2 separate regions of the Mus musculus genome follow, and region 1 is linked to region 2. A link is a contact called in public HiChIP or PLAC-seq data. All regions are on one chromosome and are shown on one strand. Each heading gives the region's core, a stretch centred on a gene start, on an enhancer-like site or on the middle of the called end of the contact. The rest is flanking DNA. Distances are from core to core; before and after follow the strand shown.

Evidence for each region. HiChIP or PLAC-seq counts read pairs in DNA pulled down with a chosen protein or histone mark.
Region 1: an H3K27ac HiChIP or PLAC-seq map of the NIH/3T3 cell line shows a contact between it and region 2, with 3 times the contacts expected there. The contact joins two enhancer-like sites. A contact is called at or near these places in 1 of 39 promoter capture datasets (the SN4741 cell line), 2 of 115 datasets of contacts at active chromatin or transcription factors (the NIH/3T3 cell line and fibro-adipogenic progenitors) and 1 of 9 other capture datasets (macrophages).

What each region holds. Positions count from the first base shown.
Region 1 is chr1:158,947,312-158,950,319 of GRCm38.p6, reverse strand. The region is part of intron 2 of Pappa2 (pappalysin 2); the gene reads left to right. Among named protein-coding and RNA genes, the nearest start is that of Pappa2, 9.4 kb to the left of the region's middle. Within about 2 kb of position 1,424, at least 36 of the 459 cell types and tissues checked have an H3K27ac peak or open chromatin away from gene starts, as enhancers often do. A contact at or near this core is called in the NIH/3T3 cell line, where this site is marked.
Region 2 is chr1:158,763,144-158,765,880 of GRCm38.p6, reverse strand. Pappa2 (pappalysin 2) reads left to right here. Exons shown (of 23, transcript NM_001085376.3): 18 at 785-953; 19 at 2,677-2,737. Among named protein-coding and RNA genes, the nearest start is that of Pappa2, 190 kb to the left of the region's middle. Within about 2 kb of position 1,435, at least 16 of the 459 cell types and tissues checked have an H3K27ac peak or open chromatin away from gene starts, as enhancers often do. A contact at or near this core is called in the NIH/3T3 cell line, where this site is marked.

The DNA of each region.
Region 1 (3,008 bases), core at 175-2,674, 180 kb before region 2:
CATGGCCGGTTCTGGCTCAGGTATCATCAAAAGTCTTCCAGACTATGCTTTGACTGCTTCTTTCTTTTCTCTTTCTCCCAGGGTCAGGTTAATATCATGGGGTGATAGCTCTCCCAGCCCTTTCCTAACTCTTTCCATATTTTTGCTCAGAGTTTCTTTCATTGAATAAAATCTTTCCTATTTAACCCTACTCTGGGCATCTGCTCTTATACCACTCTGTTACCCAAATGAGGATTTGTATTCCGTTTTTCTGGAGACACGTGGGACGGCATGTGTAACAAGCTGCTCAGCTTAGATGCTGCTGCTGCTGCTGCTGCTGCTGCTGCTGCTGCTGCTGCTGCTGCTGCTGCTGCTGCCATGGCTGCCGCTGCATGTGCACCATCGCACACTTACAGGACTCCAGATTTATAAGCATAGGACAGTGTGTGACAGATTTTTTTTTTTCTGCAAAAGAACAGATGCTAAGTAGTTCAGGCTTTGTAGGCCATATAGAGCTCATGATGCAACTCCTAAACTCTGCTGTTAGTATGTGCACATTGCCACAGTTGATGCACGACCACATTGGTAGGCTGTGTTCCAATAAAACTTTATCAAAGCAAGTGTCATGCTGGGCTTTGCTCCTCGGTAATTGTTTGCAGAGCTTCGGTGTCGAGTGTTCATCCTGAAGGCCATGCTTCCTCTACCATTCTTCTGGCCTTGTTTCTTCATTCCACATGATCCACAAAAATCCATGCTTATCTATAGTGCTCTACCAGATAAGCTCTAAGCAACAGGTTTCTGGGGAACGCTAAGCCACTTTAGCGGGACATTAGATTCTGAAGCATCACAAAAGAGAGAAAGCAGGAAGATGTAGTTCATGTGGCTCCCTTAGAGTACAATGATGTTTTCAGGGTTTTGTGCTAGCTGGGCACTTGAACCTGGTCTGGTCAAGGCTCAGCATCTGACTCACAGCTTTCTACCTGAGACTCTGAAATCATCTAGTAGCCTAGTGTGGGTTGGAGGCAGATGGATTTCCTCTGAGAACTACGGTAGGGTGATCATCCCATTCACTGCACTTCTGCCTTAGTACCTGATGCGTGCTATTGCCTAACCTTGTTGAGGGAAAGAGCTCTCGTAGGCTCTGTTTGGTCTCAGACAGGCATCACGGCAATCGAGCCTTCTGGATTCAGGTGGCATTGGAGTAGCCTCAGTCCTCTGTGAGGCATGATCTCTCCCAGGCCTCAAGGATGAGATGAAAACTCCAGAGAACTTTGGATGTCGGTCCTAGCATGGAGCACAGGTTGCTAGGAGTAACAGAGTCAGAGCTGTGAAAAGTAGGAATCAGCTCTGGCAAATGCAACTATTTGCCTGTAACCAGCAACACTTCATTCTTTCTCACCCCTGCCTTCTCCCTCATGCACCTTTCCTTGTTCCTCTGGGGCTGGCCATCTGATTCATTCAGGATGTGCATGCCAGGAGGTCTGGCTCCATCTCTTTCCTGTTTTAGTTCAGGCCTTGCAGAGACCAAATAAATACCTTATTCGATCCACATTTAGGGAGAGGAGGAAGAGGAGGAGGAAGGGGGAAGGAGGACGAGGAGGAGGGGGGAAGGAGGAGGAGGAGGAAGGGCAAAGGGGGAAGGAGGAGGAGGAGGAAGGGGGAAGGAGGAGGAGGACGGAGAGGAGAAGGAGGGTGCAGCAACACCTTCACTTGGATCCCGAGCCCATACACCCTGCATGTTCAGGAGCTTGAGTTCCTGATGTCACAAATAAGTACATAAATCTCATGATTCTGCCCTTGAGGCCCTGGAGCTAGGTTACTCCGGGGCCTTGTCAAATCTGTTTCTGTTCACCTCACATACACCCTCACCCTGTACCTTCCAGAGAGCATATTTCTTTGCCAAATATGTGTCCCTCAAAACAACAACATTCTTCACTTCCCGTGTTTACTACCTGCTTTAAAACAATCTTACTTAAAAAAAGAAGAAGAAGAAGGAGGAAAGAAAACAGTTAGGAAGTAAAATTCAGGGCAAACAGGAACCGTTTTCTCTATGACTCAGAAGTGAGTGATGGGGTAAAGTGGTTCTTCTCAGACATACAATATAGCAACTGCTTGCAAAGCTTCAGAGCATTTGGAAGTTGAAGCATTGCCATGACAACCAGTTGGGAGAGCAAGGTCAGTAGTTGTGACTCATGTCTAGTTGGGAAGTCCAGGCAACTGATTCTAGGTGAAATCAACGAGCTTTAACACTGATTGGACACTCCACCCTTAGCCAACAACTGTACACTTTCCTCTTTTATTCAAGAACTTTCTGTACATCTGAAGCAGATTATGAAAGTAGTTTGGTATTATACATGCTCATTCATTCATTCATCCATTCATTTGTTCAACATTTATTGAGCATCTATTAGGCAAAGTACCAGATATTATTACCCGTTCTAGAGAGTTAAGAATAAGTAAGAGCGGTGCCTACAAGATGCTCACAGTCTGGTGACAGGCTTTTTATAAATGTTAATTTTAACATTTATAAATTTTAACATTTATACATGTTAATTTTAATTTAAATCTATACTGTAATTTAATATGGCGCTGCATTTCTTTATCCTAACTAGTTCCCCAACAATGACACAGACCAAGATTTATTTTAAAGCTTCACTTCAATACCTGGGCACTCTATCTTAATCCCCATAATAATGGCACATAGGGTCTTCCACTCTCCAGCCAAACTCTATAAACTCCTTCCTCTTCTTCCCGAAGGCTCAATCTTCCCCTTCACCCACCCCCCTCCCTCCACCCCCACCCCCTTTCCCTGCCTGGTGGAAGTCCCGCCCTATTCTCTCTTCTGCCCAGCCATTGGGTGATCAGCTTTTATTGGCAAGGAAGAGAATAAATGGTAAGCATTGTTTACACAAACTTGAGAAAGGGGATTCTTGACATAAGCATTACAGTGCCCATAACTCTGTGTCTAGATTGAAATAAGATATGAGGACAGAGAAATCAGTATTCAAATAACACAAGGGTAAACTTTA
Region 2 (2,737 bases), core at 186-2,685:
AAGACAATCTTAAGTCATACCCACTCAAGGATCAAGTGAAAGGTGGGAACCTATTCCAAGGGGGTGGGGGATCAACATGTACTCAAACAAAACAGGGCTAGTAAACTCAGGAAGAGATTGTCCTTTGAAGGTCAGGTGAGCCTCTATTTCAGAACAGTAACTCTCCTCAAAGAAGCAATGGCTATTAACAGCTTCAGCAAATGTAACCCCACAGATCAGGCTCTCTTCAAGTTATATCTGATTCGTCCCCTGAGTGTGACAGCTCGGCTGTTCTCTGAACTATATGATGTCTCCCAATGTGCTAATATGTGAAACTTTGCCTGTAAACAGTCCAGTTGATGTTATTTACCCACTCTCTTGGAAGTAGCAAGTCAAGTATACAAAAACTCCTAACACTGCTAACCACAATAAAGACATTTCAATTTCATGGCCCACAATGGGACGTTTGACTAAATAGAACCTATTACTCTCCCTTTTTATTTTGTTTATTTTTGTGCACATGAGTGCATTAATGGGCATATCTCTCTCTCTCTCTCTGTCTCTCTCTCTCTCTCTCTCTCTCTGTGTGTGTGTGTGTGTGTGTGTGTGTGTGTGTGTGTGTGTGTGTGTAGTGTGTGAGTGTGTGGTCCTTCTAGCACATAGGTTCCAGGGGTTCAGTTCAGGTCTTCAGGCTTGCCACCTTTATCCTCTGAGCCATGTCACTGGTCGGGTTTGCTAATGTTTGTCACACATTTCTGAGGGTCCAGTCTTTCCTTATGGGCTGTTTGGTTTCATGTCTTATTAGCAAGTTCCTGAAGATCCAGTGCCTGGATGATGGAAGCTGGGAACAAGGGAGCTGCGTCCCCGTGGTTTGTGAGCCTCCTCCTCCGGTGTTTGAAGGCATGTACGAATGTACTGATGGCTTCAAGCTGGACAGCCAGTGTGTGCTCAACTGTAACCAGGAAACGGAAGGGGTAAGGAAGGCTCTGTGAACTTCATTTGCATGAGACTGTGCTCTCACCTGTCACATGGCCATGACATGATTTCTGAGAAGTGAACTTAAAAACCCAGCAGGCAAATCTTCATGCAGCCAGGCTCTAGTGAGAGGCACTGATATTGTTCCCTGGAGAGTTCCTAATCGTGTTAGTGTTTTGGAGCATTCTCTTCCAATTTCAGAGTGTTCTTTGAGATAAGGAGAAGAAATCAGTGAGTAGGATACCAGGGTTCATTTCAAGCTACTCTAGGATCCTGATTGGGCAGTACAGTCAACTCTCATTGGTGGACTGACCTACCTGGGTAGAAATGCAGGAGCTGTGAATTTTATTTTATTTTTTTTTTGGCAGTAGAACAAAGTCCCAAACAAAAACATGAATTTCTGAGCAAAGCATCTTGAAGTGCTACTTGCCTGTTACCCTCCCTAGGATGCTGGCACAAGTCTGAACTAAAAACCACAACCTTATCATAATTGTATGACTAAACACAGTTTTGTTTTAGACACTGCAAGTACCACACACACACACACACACATGAGACAGGAAATCAAGTAGACTTTGAAGGCAAAACTCAATGGCCTTCACTACACCCTTGGCATGAACAGATGTGAAAAGAATGGGTGGTAAAATGAGATCCAAAGACATCAGACATGCCAGTGTGAACTGACTAGTTAAGACAGCAAGGGGTTTGCCAGACAAGGGCTGGGTTATTGATAGATCTGTATTTTCTCCCTTGGGTTTTATAGTTCTTAATTTTCTCTGTGTTTTATCTAGGTAGAGTATACTTTGATTATTTTTTGTTGTTGGGGCGGGGGGTCCTGGGGTGAACCAAGAGTTACACCAGGCAACAGACATATGGAGAAAAGGAATAGATTTCAAACAGGATTTAAAAGCAGCAGGAATATATGTATTTCAGTAGAGGGGCAAAGACATACGTTTAGGAAAATTATTAATTACTTTCACTATACAAAACCTGCCTTGGAAAAAATATTCAGCATTTGCCACAAGCAACATTTGTGTGATAATATGTACAATTCAGGGCATAGCAACACCATCTGGAAAAAATTTCCTAAAACAGCCTACAATACACAGCTCTGGTCAGTATCTTATTATATCCTCAGAGCTGAAGGAGAATATAATGGTGCTAAGTTTCATGAATAGAAAACTTATTACGATTGCTTCACATGGAAGCAAGAGCTTGTCTTAGGTTCCCTGTTTGTTTACCCTTCCATCCTTCTTTCCTTTCCTTTCCTTCCCTTCCCTTCCCTTCCCTTCCCTTCCCTTCCCTTCCCTTCCCTTCCCTTCCCTTCCCTTCCCTTCCCTTCCCTTCCCTTTGCTTCTCTTCTCTGTTTGCCATTTCTAACTCTACTTATTGTTCTTTTTTTAAAAATGAATTATTTATTTATTTTATGTATATGAATATACTGTAGCTGTCTTCAGACACATCAGAAGAGGGCATCAGATCTCATTACAGATGATTGTGAGCCACCATGTGGTTGCTGGGAATTGAACTCAGGACCTCTGGAAGAGCAGTCAGTGCTCTCAACTGCTCTGAGCCATCTCTCCAGTCCTCTCCGTATTGTTCTAATCATCACTTAGCCCAAGTTCCAGAAGTTAAAGGATATTATCATTTACTCAGACCATTTTCCCATCCTACAATGAAAACATAATAACAATAGTTCTGTTCTTATATTTGATATTCTAGATTCCCATCCTCTGCACTAAAGAGGGGTTGTGGACCCAGGAATTCAAGTTGTGTGAAAACC